Regions from separate parts of the Rattus norvegicus genome. Here region 2 is linked to region 1. A link is a contact called in public HiChIP or PLAC-seq data. All regions are on one chromosome and are shown on one strand. Each heading gives the region's core, a stretch centred on a gene start, on an enhancer-like site or on the middle of the called end of the contact. The rest is flanking DNA. Distances are from core to core; before and after follow the strand shown. Region 1 holds the start of Ube2k (ubiquitin-conjugating enzyme E2K). Region 2 holds the start of Lias (lipoic acid synthetase).

Evidence for each region. HiChIP or PLAC-seq counts read pairs in DNA pulled down with a chosen protein or histone mark.
Region 2: an H3K27ac HiChIP or PLAC-seq map of oligodendrocytes shows a contact between it and region 1, with 2.7 times the contacts expected there. The contact joins the promoter of Lias here to the promoter of Ube2k in region 1.

Annotation. Positions count from the first base shown.
Region 1 is chr14:43,070,351-43,077,313 of GRCr8, forward strand. Ube2k (ubiquitin-conjugating enzyme E2K) reads right to left here and starts at 1,864. Exons shown (of 7, transcript NM_001106006.1): 1 at 1,590-1,864. The coding sequence starts at 1,652.
Region 2 is chr14:43,245,014-43,251,981 of GRCr8, forward strand. Lias (lipoic acid synthetase) reads right to left here and starts at 2,410. Exons shown (of 10, transcript NM_001012037.1): 1 at 2,303-2,410; 2 at 1,686-1,855; 3 at 149-242. The coding sequence starts at 2,347. All of the region lies in intron 1 of Rplp2l3 (ribosomal protein lateral stalk subunit P2 like 3), which reads right to left. Rpl9 (ribosomal protein L9) reads left to right here and starts at 2,577. Exons shown (of 8, transcript NM_001007598.3): 1 at 2,577-2,599; 2 at 3,009-3,055; 3 at 3,143-3,258; 4 at 3,684-3,779; 5 at 4,554-4,686; 6 at 5,001-5,081; 7 at 5,457-5,571; 8 at 5,693-5,771. The coding sequence starts at 3,010. The coding sequence ends at 5,563.

The sequences.
Region 1 (6,963 bases), core at 614-3,113:
AAGTTTGCTTATTAAAGAAAAAGTTTAAATAAATCACCATTAAAAATGTGAATACTGTCATTCATATTGTTTCTGCATTGTTTCACAAAAATACAAAGTCATCCTTCCATTCAGAGTTTTGGCAAATGAATACAGAGGTCAGAGTTCATGCTACGTAAGACAGATCCCTACGTATTTCTTAGTATGCTCACTAACGCTGCTAACATTGTCACTTCAATTTTAAGTGACTTTCTTCATGTCTACTTGGAACGATGGATAATTGTCTGCAAGCTTGGGGGCACAATAAAGCTGGAGAGCTACAAGATTTCTAACAATTTCTCATATGCTTAAAATGACGAATTTTAAAAATCATTAATGACATTATCAGAGTACCAAGCAAGCATAATAGGAAAACTGTGAACCTTGAAAAAAATAATTACTTTCAGAATTGTTAAGTTCAATCATAGAAAAACTGGCATTTTTGTCGATTTAGCACTTTTATAGCAGAGTAAAATTATTACTTTCAATATTTCACATAAATAAATCTGGTAAGCATTAATATGCTTAAAATTTGCAGGACTTACAGGCAGTCAGAGTTTTATTTTTTAAATATGCTATTTCCTGATATATTTTGTGACAGAAAAATAAACCTAACTCAATAATGAGCTACAACAATGTGTATCTGATGAAATCCCTTGGTTTTAATAGGCCTCTTTTTAAAAGTAAGACTCAAGTTAACTATGAGGGACATCATAATGAAGTTTCACAGTACAACACTAGTCACAGAGGCATTACCCTAGGAGAGCCTCTCTGATACGGGTGAACAGTATTTTGAAATAAGCTACTCACACACTCCCATTATTCTTCCTATTTCAAATCATTTAATTAACAAACAACTTGCCTTTGACTAGACAAAAAGCTTTAAATATCAGTGAGGAGGCCTAGTTACTTACTGGCTGGGTACGTAGAAAAGAGATGACTATCTAATTTGGAATTATTTTTTTATCTATAGTGAAAATTGTTTCAACACCCCTTCCCAATTCAAGAATGCCCATTATGTCTCCATAGATCCCCCAGCACTGTACCGTAAGGGAGCAACTGAAAGTCTTCTCGTCTATACCTAAAGACTGTGAAGGCTCCTTCCCCAAGGAAAAGACAGCAAAGGCCTGGCAGGCAATATCCCCAGTACCCCTGAAAGCGTGGGCCTGTGAGGTGCGCTGCTGCCGGGGATCTAGTTACTACCTTTCCCCTTCCCCCAACCCACTTCCCGGGTTTTCTCGGCCTGTTCCTTCCCCACCGTACAGTCACACTTCCAGATGTTGTTGCCGCCGCCTCGGGGCTCTCTCTAGAGCTCACGTGCCCGGGACGAGTGCTTCGGCATCTGCCCCCCAAACCCTGTTCCTCCCCAGGCCGGCCGGCCGCCCGCGAGACCGCCTATCCCAGGGCCCGGGGAGGGGAGGGAAAGGCGGCGGGAGGAGGAGGGGAGACCGCCGCTTCCCCATAGGCAGAAAGGCGGCCGCAGCGAGGCCGGCTGGGACCGCCGGGGTCGCGGAAGGAAGGGCCCTGCCGCCCTGGGCTGAGATGGGGGTGTCCGGTAGCTCATTCCTGACCTCCTCGCTCTTCAGCACCTCCTTGAACTCCCGCTTGATTCGCTGCACCGCGATGTTGGCCATGTCTCTGCCCGCAGCTGATTCGTACCCGCCTCCTCCGCCACCGCTACGACCACCGCCACCGCTGCCACCTCTTCCTCCACCGCCTCCTCCCTCAGTGATTCAGACCCGAGCACACGAACGCTGCCACTGCCACCCTTGCCGTCGCGTTCCCCCTCAGTGTAGAATCACCTCCGCGCCCGGCCACCAAAATGGCGCCGGGTCCGCGCATGCGCACCACGCTGACCCGGGCGGGCGGCGCAGCCGCTCCAGTGGTAGCCCCATACGTCTCAGCAGCGAGCCCGCGCCGCGCGTCTCAGCCGGGGCTTCGGCCGCGTGGCTCCGCCCTGCCGGCGGCTGGGGCCAGGAGGGTGCGGTTTCTGTGCCGGTCCGCGGGGTTTGGGCCTGCGGGGTCCTCCCCTGCCCCTCGGCCCCCTTTACGGTGAGGCCTCCAGTCCCTAGCCACGGACCCGAGGTGGGAGCCCCGCCTGGCGGGTTCCCGGGGCCCCAGCCGGGCTGAGCCTCGCTCTAACTCGGCCAGACCCAGAACCCACGGGCTAGAGGTGCCTCCCTGTGTCTAGCGGAGGAAAAAACTATGCAGGAACTGGGTCCTGCCCAGCGTCCGTTGGTAAACCCCCGGGATATCCACTGCCGTAGCTTTTGTTCTGGAACCATGATAACGCAACTATTATTCGGTCATCTCAGGTATTACAGATTTTTAAGGTTGTGTAATGGTTGCGTCCCACGGGTTGTAATTGATACAGGTGTTGCCGGGGACAGGCCTGTGATGAGTTTAAAAGCCAGAAGTTAAATCTTTGACCTGTTTAGATAGTCAATGCTGAGCTGTAGAACTAACATGTTTTTCAAACTTGAACGCACCTCGGAATCCCTGGAGAGCTGGTTAGATTACTAGGACCTATCCCTAGAGTCTGGATGGGGCTAAGAATTTGCATTGCGAGCAAACTCCCTGCTGCCTGTTTTTCAGCGACCACGCTGTGAGAATGGCTGAATTAAGCATGTGAAAGTCTGTATAATTTATAGTGACAGTTGGAGAAATAGAAGGCCGAAAGAACTTTAGACCTACAAAGGTTTTTGGCGCTCGTAGATGTCAATAAGCAGTGAGTGAATATAATTGAGTGGAGAAAAGATGACCGAGTAAAATGTTTTAATTGAGCAACAACGTTGAGAGGCTATTTGAAAGTGGTTAGTAGAGTTTAAAACAAATAACGGAATGTAGATGCTGAGGAATACTTTTGAAAATAACATTGTGAAATAATGAAGGTATTATTTTAGGAGTATGTTTCATGTATTCACCTAATCAATCAGTTCAGTATTCCATCATAAGACTAATACGAGCTGAATGTAGTGGTATAGGCTTGTAATCCTAGATTGGGAGACAGAAGCAGGAGGATCATGAGTTCGAGAGAAACCAGTCTAAGAGTGCTCCCACTTCTCTCCTATATCCGTTGCCAGCTGCGGTTCCCTCGTCTGTGAAATGAGGAGGTTGTTTAAACTTAAGAGTTCAAAATTCTGAAACATCTCAAAGCCTTTCCCTGAGTAGACAGACATAAATTATAAAAGATCTTATAGCAGAGCCCTCTAGTGGTTATAAGGACCGTCAACTATATACTGAACAACTGAACACTACAAAGGATTTTTGCTATGATATAAATCTAGAAATGTTGTAGGTATCTATGCCAATACAACCTAAAACACTTTCTATCCCACTCTGTCCAACCTCAAGAAACAACGACACTCAGACAGGGGCTACTAGTTATAAAGGTCCGGTGATTTCTTTGAAAGAAAGGATTCTTTTCTGTGCTGAAGCTTGAACCCAGGGCCTGTGCGAGCCAAGTATGTGAACTATGACTGCCCTATAGTTCAGCCAAGTTGAATGGGTGTGTGTGTTTATGTGTACATACAACCTAGGCTGACCACAAACTGAAACCTTGTCTGACTCAGCTTCCCCAGTGCTCAGTCTACAGACAGACTCCTCCACACCAGACCAAAGTTTGTGAATTTTTTTAATGCAAGTAATTATTTAACTACAATGCCACTTTTCAAATTCATTCTATTAACATTCTAGGGAACCAGAGAATGTAACTAGTGATGTCTGAATAGTTTCCTGAGTAGTGCTGTAACAATGTTAATGTCTTGGTCTTGGCAAAGCCCCATAATTTTCAACCTTCACATTAAAGAAGGTGAGTAAAGAGTGTATTTAAATCTCTGCTATCTTTGCAGCTTATCTGTAAATCATAATTCTAAACTGACTTACTCCCTTAACCCCAGCTTCTTGGCAAGTTTGAGGTAGCCTAGAGAAAAACTTCTGGTCAAGAGAATGGAATCTGTAGTCTGGGTTGGAGACCTGACATTCCAGCTGGGCTGGTTCAGTAACTGGCAAAGGGACCACCTTAAGCCATACTAGAGAGATAGGTGGAATAATTAGTTCTTTAATGAGATACTGTACTTTTCCATCCCAGAATCTCCACCCCTTGTGCAGTATCTTAGGAGCTGAGTGGCAGCTCTGCTTGTAAGTCTGCCGACTGTCCAAATATGACTTTTCTTCTTTCCATTTGCTTAATGCATTGCTTTTCCTTGATACACGTTCTCTTTCTCCCAATACTTTGGGCCTCCTCACTCTTTCTGTAAGGCTTGCCACAGATGGCTGCTTGTTCTCCATGTGTCTGACCTCCATGTCACCTTAAATGGCTCCCTGCCCCCTTATCTCCTGATAGGTGCTGAAATCTAGAGCTTGCCTGCCCTGGGGTTTTTCTTTTCTTTTTGTTTTTGAGACAGGGTCTCAATGTAGCTTTGGCAGGCCCAGAGCTCATGGTAGGCCAGGCTGGCCTCAGAAAAGATTCACCTGCCTCTGCCTCCTGAATACTGGCGACATTAAACACACACCTCTTGTTTGTTTGGTTGGTTGGTTTTAGTTTGGGTTTGGGGGTGGTTTTTGTTTTGTTTTGTTTCTTTTTTTCTTTTTTTCTTTTTTTGCTTTTTGAGACAGGGTTTTTCTGTGTAGCCTTGGCTGCCCTGAAACTCACTCTGTAGACCAGGCTGAACTCAAGAGATTCACCTGTCTCTGCCTTTCAGGTTCTAGGAGTAAAGGCAGACCCCAGAAGGTGACCCCAATAATAGCAAGTTCTTCACTCAAAAGATTTTTTTTAATTATTCCAAAAGAAAGAATTAGGGAGTCAATTCTCTACTTTTTACCATATGAGTCAAAGGATCAAATTCAGGTCATCAGGCTTGGCAGTGTTAGAAATAAATTCAGGGTTGAAAGAAAAAAAAGAGCCCTCTATTTAAACTGAGGAGTCTGAAAAAGGCAAACCTTCCCCTTGATCAACAAGATATACTCAGAAGCATGAACACAGTGAGATAGGAAGTGCATTTGGTAGTGCCTGTGTCTTTTCCTCATTGGCTGGCTGGGGTCACCTCACAGTATTAATTAGTATGAAAGGAATTGGTGCAAAGGAAGTGAAGGAAAGGGGTCACTACCCTAGGCCATCAAGTGTGCAAGTACCTTTGTGCAAACAGAGGAAGGATTGCAACATTTGCATAAAAACTTACAAGGTTGGAGAGGGGAAAAAACACTCAAATTCCTTGTTGTAAACTTAGATTTTTATAGTATTGAATAGGAAAAAGACTCATATTTACTACAGCCACAAGCAACTTTACCCACTGTACCATCTCACCAGCCCCTAGATCTGGTAAACTACTTCCTCTAGCAGCACCTTCAAAAGTTTCTATCAACTCATCCATAATGCCATGAAATTATGAACCCATCATTGGGTCAATATATTGATTAAATCAGAGCCCTCATGATCCAACTACCACTCAATGATTAGATCCCCTAGTTGAGTCTTCAAAACATGAATGTTTTCAGGGAGGAACTTCATATCCAAGCTATAATAAAAACTATGTAATACAGGCATGAACTTTTTGCAACCTACTTTTAATAAGGGTACAACCTCTCTAACCCACTATCCAGAAGAGCTAGTGGAAGAAAAAAGTTATTAGGATATGGGGAAGTGACCTGTTTAACAACAGTTCTTTGGGGAGTGAGCTCTATCTTCTTCGGCAGCAGTGCAGTCCCATAGCAAATACCTAATGAGACTCAGTAGCTACAGACCAGCCTCTGGGCAGGCACCAGGCTCAAACCAGCATCTATAGTTCATGAAGAAAATGCAAGACTCACCAACCGGCCTGAGGTGAGACTGCTGGAGCAGCAAGCTGCCACAGGAATCTCACAGTTTCTCTTAATGGCTGCCTTAGCACAAGTTGAGCTCAACGCCATGTAAGGAAAACCAATACATGAGTGTTGTTAGCAAAGAATAATGAGGCAGAGCAAACCAAAGCAATGCTCAGTGCTTGTCCCCCACTGTCAGGGGATGGGGGAGTCATATACTTCTTCCTTCATCATGGGTCCTTTCACCTGTCCATTATAGTAAAACATCTTTTCACCTGTGTGCCTTTCACCTGTGTGCCCCAGCAAACCATCATTTGACATAACTGACTTTCCATACCAGAAGCTTCCACTTCAATGTAATACAATCCATACTTTATTAATATATTACTATTTACTTGGTAGGAAAGATTGAGTTTGTATATAGATAATGCTTGTGAATAGTACTGGAAAAACATGGAAGAAAGTAAACAATGGGAGCTGGAGAGATGGCTCAGAGGTTAAGAGCACTGGCTGCTCTTCCAGAGGTCCTGAGTTCAATTCCCAGCAACTACAAAGTGACTCACAACCATCTGTAATGGGGTCTGGAGTCTTCTACAGGCCTGCAGGTGCACATGCAGGCAGAATGCTGTATGCATATTAAATAAATCTTTTTAAAAAAGAAGAAAGTAAACAATGGTAGCCGTCTTTGAGAAAGAAACAAGTATTTGGGGAAAGAAAAGTAGGTTGGGGCCTATCAGTGAGTGCTGAGCCTGATAATTGAGTTCTATCCCCAGAACTCACATGGTAGGGAAGAACTGACTCTTGCTATTTATCTGACTTCTACACGTGCCATTGGCATGCACACATGTGCACATAAACACACAAATGGAAAAGTCAATGAATGCTCACCATATGTCCTATTGTATTAGCATTTATTTTTGCTTATTTGAGGCAGGTCTCAATGTGCACTGCAAGCTGACCTCCAACTTGAGCTTCCTGCGTCAGCTTCCCAAGTACAGGGATTTAGGATCTGTAACTCCACTGGAGATTTGCCTGTTCTCCCGAGTACATGAGAAAGTGGCACTTCAACAAAATGGTAAAGCATTTGTGTGATTGAGCTGTGAAACTAAAATCCACTTTATTCTCAGGGCACAATTTTTGCTGTAA
Region 2 (6,968 bases), core at 1,160-3,659, 180 kb after region 1:
AAAAAACAAAAACAAAAACAAACAAAAAAAACAAAAAAAAAACCCAAAACAAAACAAAACAAAAAACCCTCAAAAAAAAAAAAACCCTTTACAAATATGGGGAAACAGTACAGATGCTGGGTGAGACAAAGAGGAAATACACTCTTACTGTGTGGAGATTTAAATTCCGCAACGTATTTTTCAGCTTATTGTAATTTTTACCCATGGGTATCTTTGTCTTTAACCACGGAGGTAGTCTTAACCTAGGGAAAGCCAGAGAGAACGGTCCATTACCAACCTGTGGAAAGCATGTACCTTTGCTCTAGCAGATTCCCAGGATAGCCTTTTCCATATTTCTGAACTAACTCATTTCCTTTATAGTAATAAGAACAAAGACTCAAATTTCGGTCTGTTTAAGCTGCTTTAGAAAACACTGATAATGGAGTCGAAGTGGGTGCAATGCTTATAGCTACCTTCAAACGTACATTGCTATACTGTTCTAATTAAAGGAAGGATATGCCTTTTAGCATATTCTTCCCTGTGAATACTACAAATTACTACAGTAACTCAGAATAAGGAAAGAACCCAAGTGCACACTATCTATCCTGCATTCTAGGCTCTAGTCATTAATAAGGGAGACAATTTGCTAATTTCAGTGGTTCACATCTGTGTTGCTACAATTTAATCCAAATAGGTAGGAGAATCAGGAGTTCAAGGTCAAATCTAACTACATAGTAATTTCAAGGCTAGCCCAGACTATATAAACTCTGACTTAAGCCATGAAATGAAAAAAACCAACAAAAAAGACAGGTCTAACCTTTGGAATGGAAGCTATATCCCTAGTTTTCCCTGATCTAGAAGCTGTTTGAGAAGTATTTTTTTATTTATTCATTTTATTTATATATGAGTACACTGTATCTATCTTCAGACACACCAGAAGAGGGCATCAGATCCCATTACAAATGGTTGTGAGCCACCATGTGGTTGCTGGGAATTGAACTCGGGACCTATGGAAGAGCAGTCAATGTTCTTAACCACTGAGCCATCTCTCCAGCCCCCTGGATAAGTATTTTTAGCTTCCCCCCCCCCCCCCCGGAGCTGGGGACCGAACCCAGGGCCTTGCGCTTCCTAGGTAAGCGCTCTACCACTGAGCTAAATCCCCAGCCCCTGGATAAGTATTTTTGAAAACAACACTGTACACCAAATCCCCACCACGCTTCTGTTACTATTTGCTTATTGTGTGTTATGAATCTGGCATCCAAAGCCTTCTGTATGCAGGCAACTGTACATCATCAAAAACAAACAAACAAACAAAAACCAAACCAACTAAATAACCATAGGCTATATGTAAACTTTCTCAGGAAAGGAACATTAGAGCTGGGGGTGGAGGTATACACTTTTAATCCCAGCGCCTGGGATCTCAGGCAGGTAGATCTCAGTTTTGAGGCCAGCCTGGGTTAGGGTTTCATGGAGAAACTATCTCCAAAAACCCAAATAAATAAATAAGGTAAATAAATAGGTTTATCAAGAGGAAAACCTATACTTTCTCAAGTAGACGCTAGATATAAAATGGGATATGGCAGTATAAAATGGTCAGGTCATTTTATGAAGGACAAAGAAAAATGGTCAAAGGGTGCAGAAAAATCTATTCAAAGCTTGATTAAAAACAGTGCACAAAATCAAAATGGTCTCTCATATTCAATTACCTTTCTCCTTTCTGGCGCTTTAAGTTTCCTTTATAATCATCCCAGGTACTCTTGTCTGCAAGATCACCAGATACAAAATCTTGAAGGTCTGGCCCATTATGCAAAAATTTCTTTTTCTCATCTGGCAAAGAACTTAATGCTCTAACCGAGCACGCATATCTTCCAAATATCTACAGAAAGCCAAAGAACTGATTCAGAAATTATGTAAAACGATTTAACTACTCATCAGAATCTGAAAAAGGCTCAGGGTGGAAGAACCGCAAGCCACAAACATGTAATCTAGCACTCAGAGGAGGCAGAGTGAGGAGGACTCTAAGAATTGATCTAAGAATTTAGTTTCAAGCCAGCCTAGGTTACAGGGACCCTGATGGACACTCAGCCCTGACGAATGGGAAAAAGTAGGGATCAGATCAAATATAACTGCTAAATATAGATCAGAAAACCTTAGGAAGTGGCTTAACATGCCACATCTTCATGTCTTCTATTCCTAAGACGGGTATTAAAAATATGTTAACAAGTTTGCAATACTTAAGATATGCCACGGCTTTAAAAAAGATATCTGGAACGATTTCCCTGGTTTTGAACTTGAGATAAGCAATGGCGTTCCTGTCGCTCACCCGGGACCCCAGGCTGCGAGCTGCATCCCAGCAGCGTAAAGCCATCCCCTCTTTTAGATCTTAGGAGGGTCAAGGGACCGAGGAACCAGCACCCCCGGAACAGGACGGGTCTCAAAGTCCGTCGCTTTACTTATGACGCAATACGCGATCGTCGAACCTGCGCGACTCGACTAGCTCGGTGATCGAGTAGTTTTGCCTTAAACCGTCGCTCGGTCGTGACGCAACACGCCAGCGCCCTGACGGATTACAAGAACGTGATGACGAAGGACGTTCTCTCTTTGCCCCATCTACTGCGAGGTGAGGAGGTTAGGGCCTGCGTTCCTTTGGAATCTAAACCCATCCTCTCTTGGGGACCCCAGCGGCATGGACCCGATGCCCCGAATCTTTGTCCCGACTGTCCCCCTGCACGACATACGCCCTTTGGATTTGGTGGCGCGAGCTAGAAGTTGCGTTCGGGCTTTCAGTCCCACCCCGGCCGCAGCCATTCCGCCATGGCTCGCCGTCCCGGACTTCCTAACACTTCTCTGGTGCCCGCTCATTCCCGACCCATGCACCCCCAGGCCACTCCTTGTCACGGACCCACTCGTGTCTTGCCGGCTTGCTTGTCTTCCTAGCTGGCGATTTCCGTTTGGAGCGGAACTGTGCTCGGTGTCTGGTGTAGAACGTTCCCTGCTCCAGCCTTCTTACCCGGGTGTTTGTGTTTCAGAATGAAGACCATTCTCAGCAATCAGACTGTCGACATTCCAGAAAATGGTAGGTGGCTTCACGCTTTGCTCTGACATATTTCTTGCATGCTCTAGTCCCTTGCCTGGGGTCTCACGAGTTCATCTTCTCTTCTAGTCGACATCACTCTGAAGGGGCGCACAGTCATTGTGAAGGGCCCCAGAGGAACTCTGAGGAGGGACTTCAATCACATCAATGTAGAGCTGAGTCTTCTTGGAAAGAAAAAGAAAAGGGTAAGAACTTCAGTATCTTCTGATACTTCAGGTGTTTGTAACAGCATGAGGCTTGGTGCCTTTGGCCGGGCGAGGTGGCACACATCTTTAATCCCAGCACTGGGGGGAGGCAGAGGGGTGACTTTGAACAATACCGATTGGGTGCTTGAAATTAGGATTTAGCTTCAGTGAAATTATAAAGTCAAATCCAATGCTGGGAAGCCGGGTAACAGATGTTCCCCACATGTGGCTGAGTGGCTTTTCAGACTCAGTTCTTCTCTGAGTGAACTTGGTTGTGTTCTCAGGGTTTAGGGGTGAGGTATACCGTCCCTCTTGTGTCCTGAGCAAGTGACACTGTGACATACAGTGCATTTGTGTCTTTTGAATGCTCTTGTATGCACCAGGTAGAAATGCTGTTTTAATTCTAAAGTTTTGTTCTGTTACAGCTCCGTGTTGACAAGTGGTGGGGTAACAGGAAGGAACTGGCCACTGTCAGAACCATCTGCAGTCATGTTCAGAACATGATCAAGGGTGTGACACTGGTAAGCCGGCCCCCCACAATGCTTTTTAACCCTTTGGAAGAGGTTTCTTGGATGTGTTTTGTGAATATAAATGTGTAGGGGCAGGATACACTCTTACGAACTACACCCAGGTTTTGGAGAGTGGGGTGTACCACAGATCAAACCTAAGAATTTGCTGGGCAGGCTCCTACACTTCAGTTTCAGGGTTTTTTTGGTAGGTATGTTATAGTGGAGATAAGAATTACTGGTTGGTGTGTGGGACTAATGGATAGAAAAGGTCTGACTTGTGCATATCTGAAGTCACTGTTCCAAATCTTTTCTCCCAAAATACAGTTAGTGCTGCAGAGGTTTGTTTCATAAATACACCTTGTTTTTTAAGTCTCTTGTGTGCCTGATTGATCATGCTTCCCTGTTGCTCCCTGTTCCCGTGAAGAACTTGGACTTTTATTTAGCCTAATAGTCTGAAGTCCTTTATTATCTGGTAGTGTCTATGGTAACTCCACCATATCCTAATGCCAAAAGTGAGGCTCTTGTGCTCTTTTTTTTTTTTTTTTTTTTTTTTTTTGGTTCTTTTTTTTTTCGGAGCTGGGGACCGAACCCAGGGCCTTGCGCTTCCTAGGCAAGCGCTCTACCACTGAGCTAAATCCCCAAACCCTTTGTGCTCTTGAGGAGACGGTAAAGCAAAGCTTCCCCCAGGAGCTTTAATAAGCTGAAGAGGAATTTCAGAATCTAGGCCAGCCTGAACTGAAAACTGAGTTTGTTCAAGATTGCTCACAGCTTGCTTATTTGATCCAGGGCTTCCGTTACAAGATGAGGTCTGTGTATGCTCACTTCCCTATCAACGTCGTTATTCAGGAGAATGGGTCTCTGGTTGAAATCCGAAATTTCTTGGGTGAAAAATACATCCGGAGGGTTCGGATGAGGACAGGTATGTGTGCACCTTCGGAGATGACGGGGAAGTTATTACAGTTCGTTGTCCTTGGGTCTTGGATAGAATGGTTGTGTTTGATGTGGTGAAGGTATTTCAGCACTTCATAGTTCTGATCACTTGAACTTTTCCTGAAGAGGGAGTATGTTGAAATAGTTGTAAGATCCAGCAGTTTTTGTGGGGTCTGGGAGTCACATTTGTCATCTGTGATAACAGTGTGTTCAGAAGTCCAATTCTGAATCTTAAAGAACTTGATTTGTTTCTTGTAATTTTTAGAGTTCTCTTGTTAACGCTATTGAATACACCTCTTTCAGGTGTTGCTTGTTCTGTCTCTCAAGCCCAGAAGGATGAGTTAATCCTTGAAGGAAATGATATTGAACTTGTTTCAAATTCAGGTGTGTATATTAATGTCTGTTATAATATTTTATCTGAGCCTTGAGGCTGAATTTGTGTCTGATTTCTGTTTTAAAACTTCTGAGAAATAAGAAAAAATCATTGTGAATCTGTTGTGTATGCAATTTATACTGTGCTTTGTATCATGAATAGGAAATGGTTATATGTTTGTGTTTCAAGTTCAAAATGGGTGGCACATGGCTGGCTTTGTTTATTGGGGTGTGTGCCACTGTGCTCAGTTGAGATCCAAGGGCCATGAAGGAGTCCCTCCTTCTTCCTTCCACTGTGTAGGCTCCAGGGATTGAGTTCCAGTTACTTGGCCTTGTTTGAGATGAATTTGGTAGTGAAATAATGGCTGTGTACTTCTTCCTGTGTAGCGGCTCTGATTCAGCAAGCCACAACAGTTAAAAACAAGGATATCAGGAAGTTTTTGGATGGCATCTATGTTTCTGAGAAGGGAACCGTCCAGCAGCCTGACGAATGAGACCTCAGGTGGGCACCCATGTCTATGACTGTTTCAGATGAATGTAGTATGCTATGAAAATGATTACAGAACTTTCTGGACAGGAATATTGACAAAAGTATTTTGTATATTTGGTTTTTTTTTTTACAGTTTCCTAGCTTCAGAAACAAGATCCTGATAACAAGTACAGTTTGGGCTCTGTGGAAACAATAAAAGACTTATATATTGATTTGTGTGTCCTTGATCTTACTACTTAATGGGTCAACTGATACTGAAGCAACACAATGTTTTCTGTTTTGGGTTTTTTCTTCATGGAAACAAGTGGCCTAAAGTAGCAATGACAGGCAACCTTCCTAGTGAATGCTGAGTGAGGATAGCTCTTGAGGAAGGACCTAGAGCTGTTTGACTTCACCCAGGCATAACATTGAGTGTTGGGTGGGCAGGGCTGTCTCAGTAAGAGCTGGAAAATAGAGGTCGTGGTGGTTTCTCTTTGGAGTTTATCTTTGTAGAGTTGTAATTCTAGCACGGAGGTGATGGGGGTTGAAGCAAGAGGGTTGTAACAGACTTGATGCTTGTGTGAATTACTTCCCCATCCAACTGGGCGAGTGACCTGTCACCCAAAACTGAATGCTAGGCATATTCGATTAGTTCTAGACCTGTAACTTCTTGGAGAAGGCGGTCTCCTATGATGGCCTCAGACTTCACCTTATCTCTGCCTATTCAATGCTTGGATTGTAGGCAAGTACCACAACACAGCCCTTGATAGCTTGGAAACCGGTGTCCTTTATAAGTGCAATTGGTGTCTGTTGCCCTTTTGCCTTGCATTTGAGGCAGGGCAGCATGTCTTCATCAGTGCTGGGGAACAGGCAGTGCCGAGTCTGCCTATGTCTGAATATATTTCCAAGTGTTTCCCTGGAGCCAGAATTGTCACCGCTTGGAGTTGTGAGTGCTGAGAGCTAAACTCTGCAAGATGCAAGAGTAGCGCTGTAGTGTCCACCATCCACAGCTTTGCCTTAGAACAACCAAAACTAGAATGTCTGGACTGATGGAGAGCATTTGCTACTCAATTTCTGGTAATTTTAAGATGCTTTGTGGGGGTTGGGGATTTAGCTCAGTGGTAGAGCGCTTGCCTAGGAAGCGCAAGGCCCTGGGTTCGGTCCCCAGCTCCGAAAAAAAGAACCAAAAAAAAAAAAAAAGATGCTTTGTGGCCATTCAAGGCTATGACCCTGTCTTGAAGGGCTAGATTGAGTTAACAGTGCTTGCCTAGGATTAACAGGGTTCCAGCTACTAGATGTGACTTATCCTGTCTGTAGTCCTATCCTTGCAGGGGTTTAAGGAAGAACTAGTGTCAGCTATGTATTTGGCCAGTTTAGGTGACAAGAAAATTGCCAAAATCTGTTGACCTCCAATGATCAGTATAAATAGC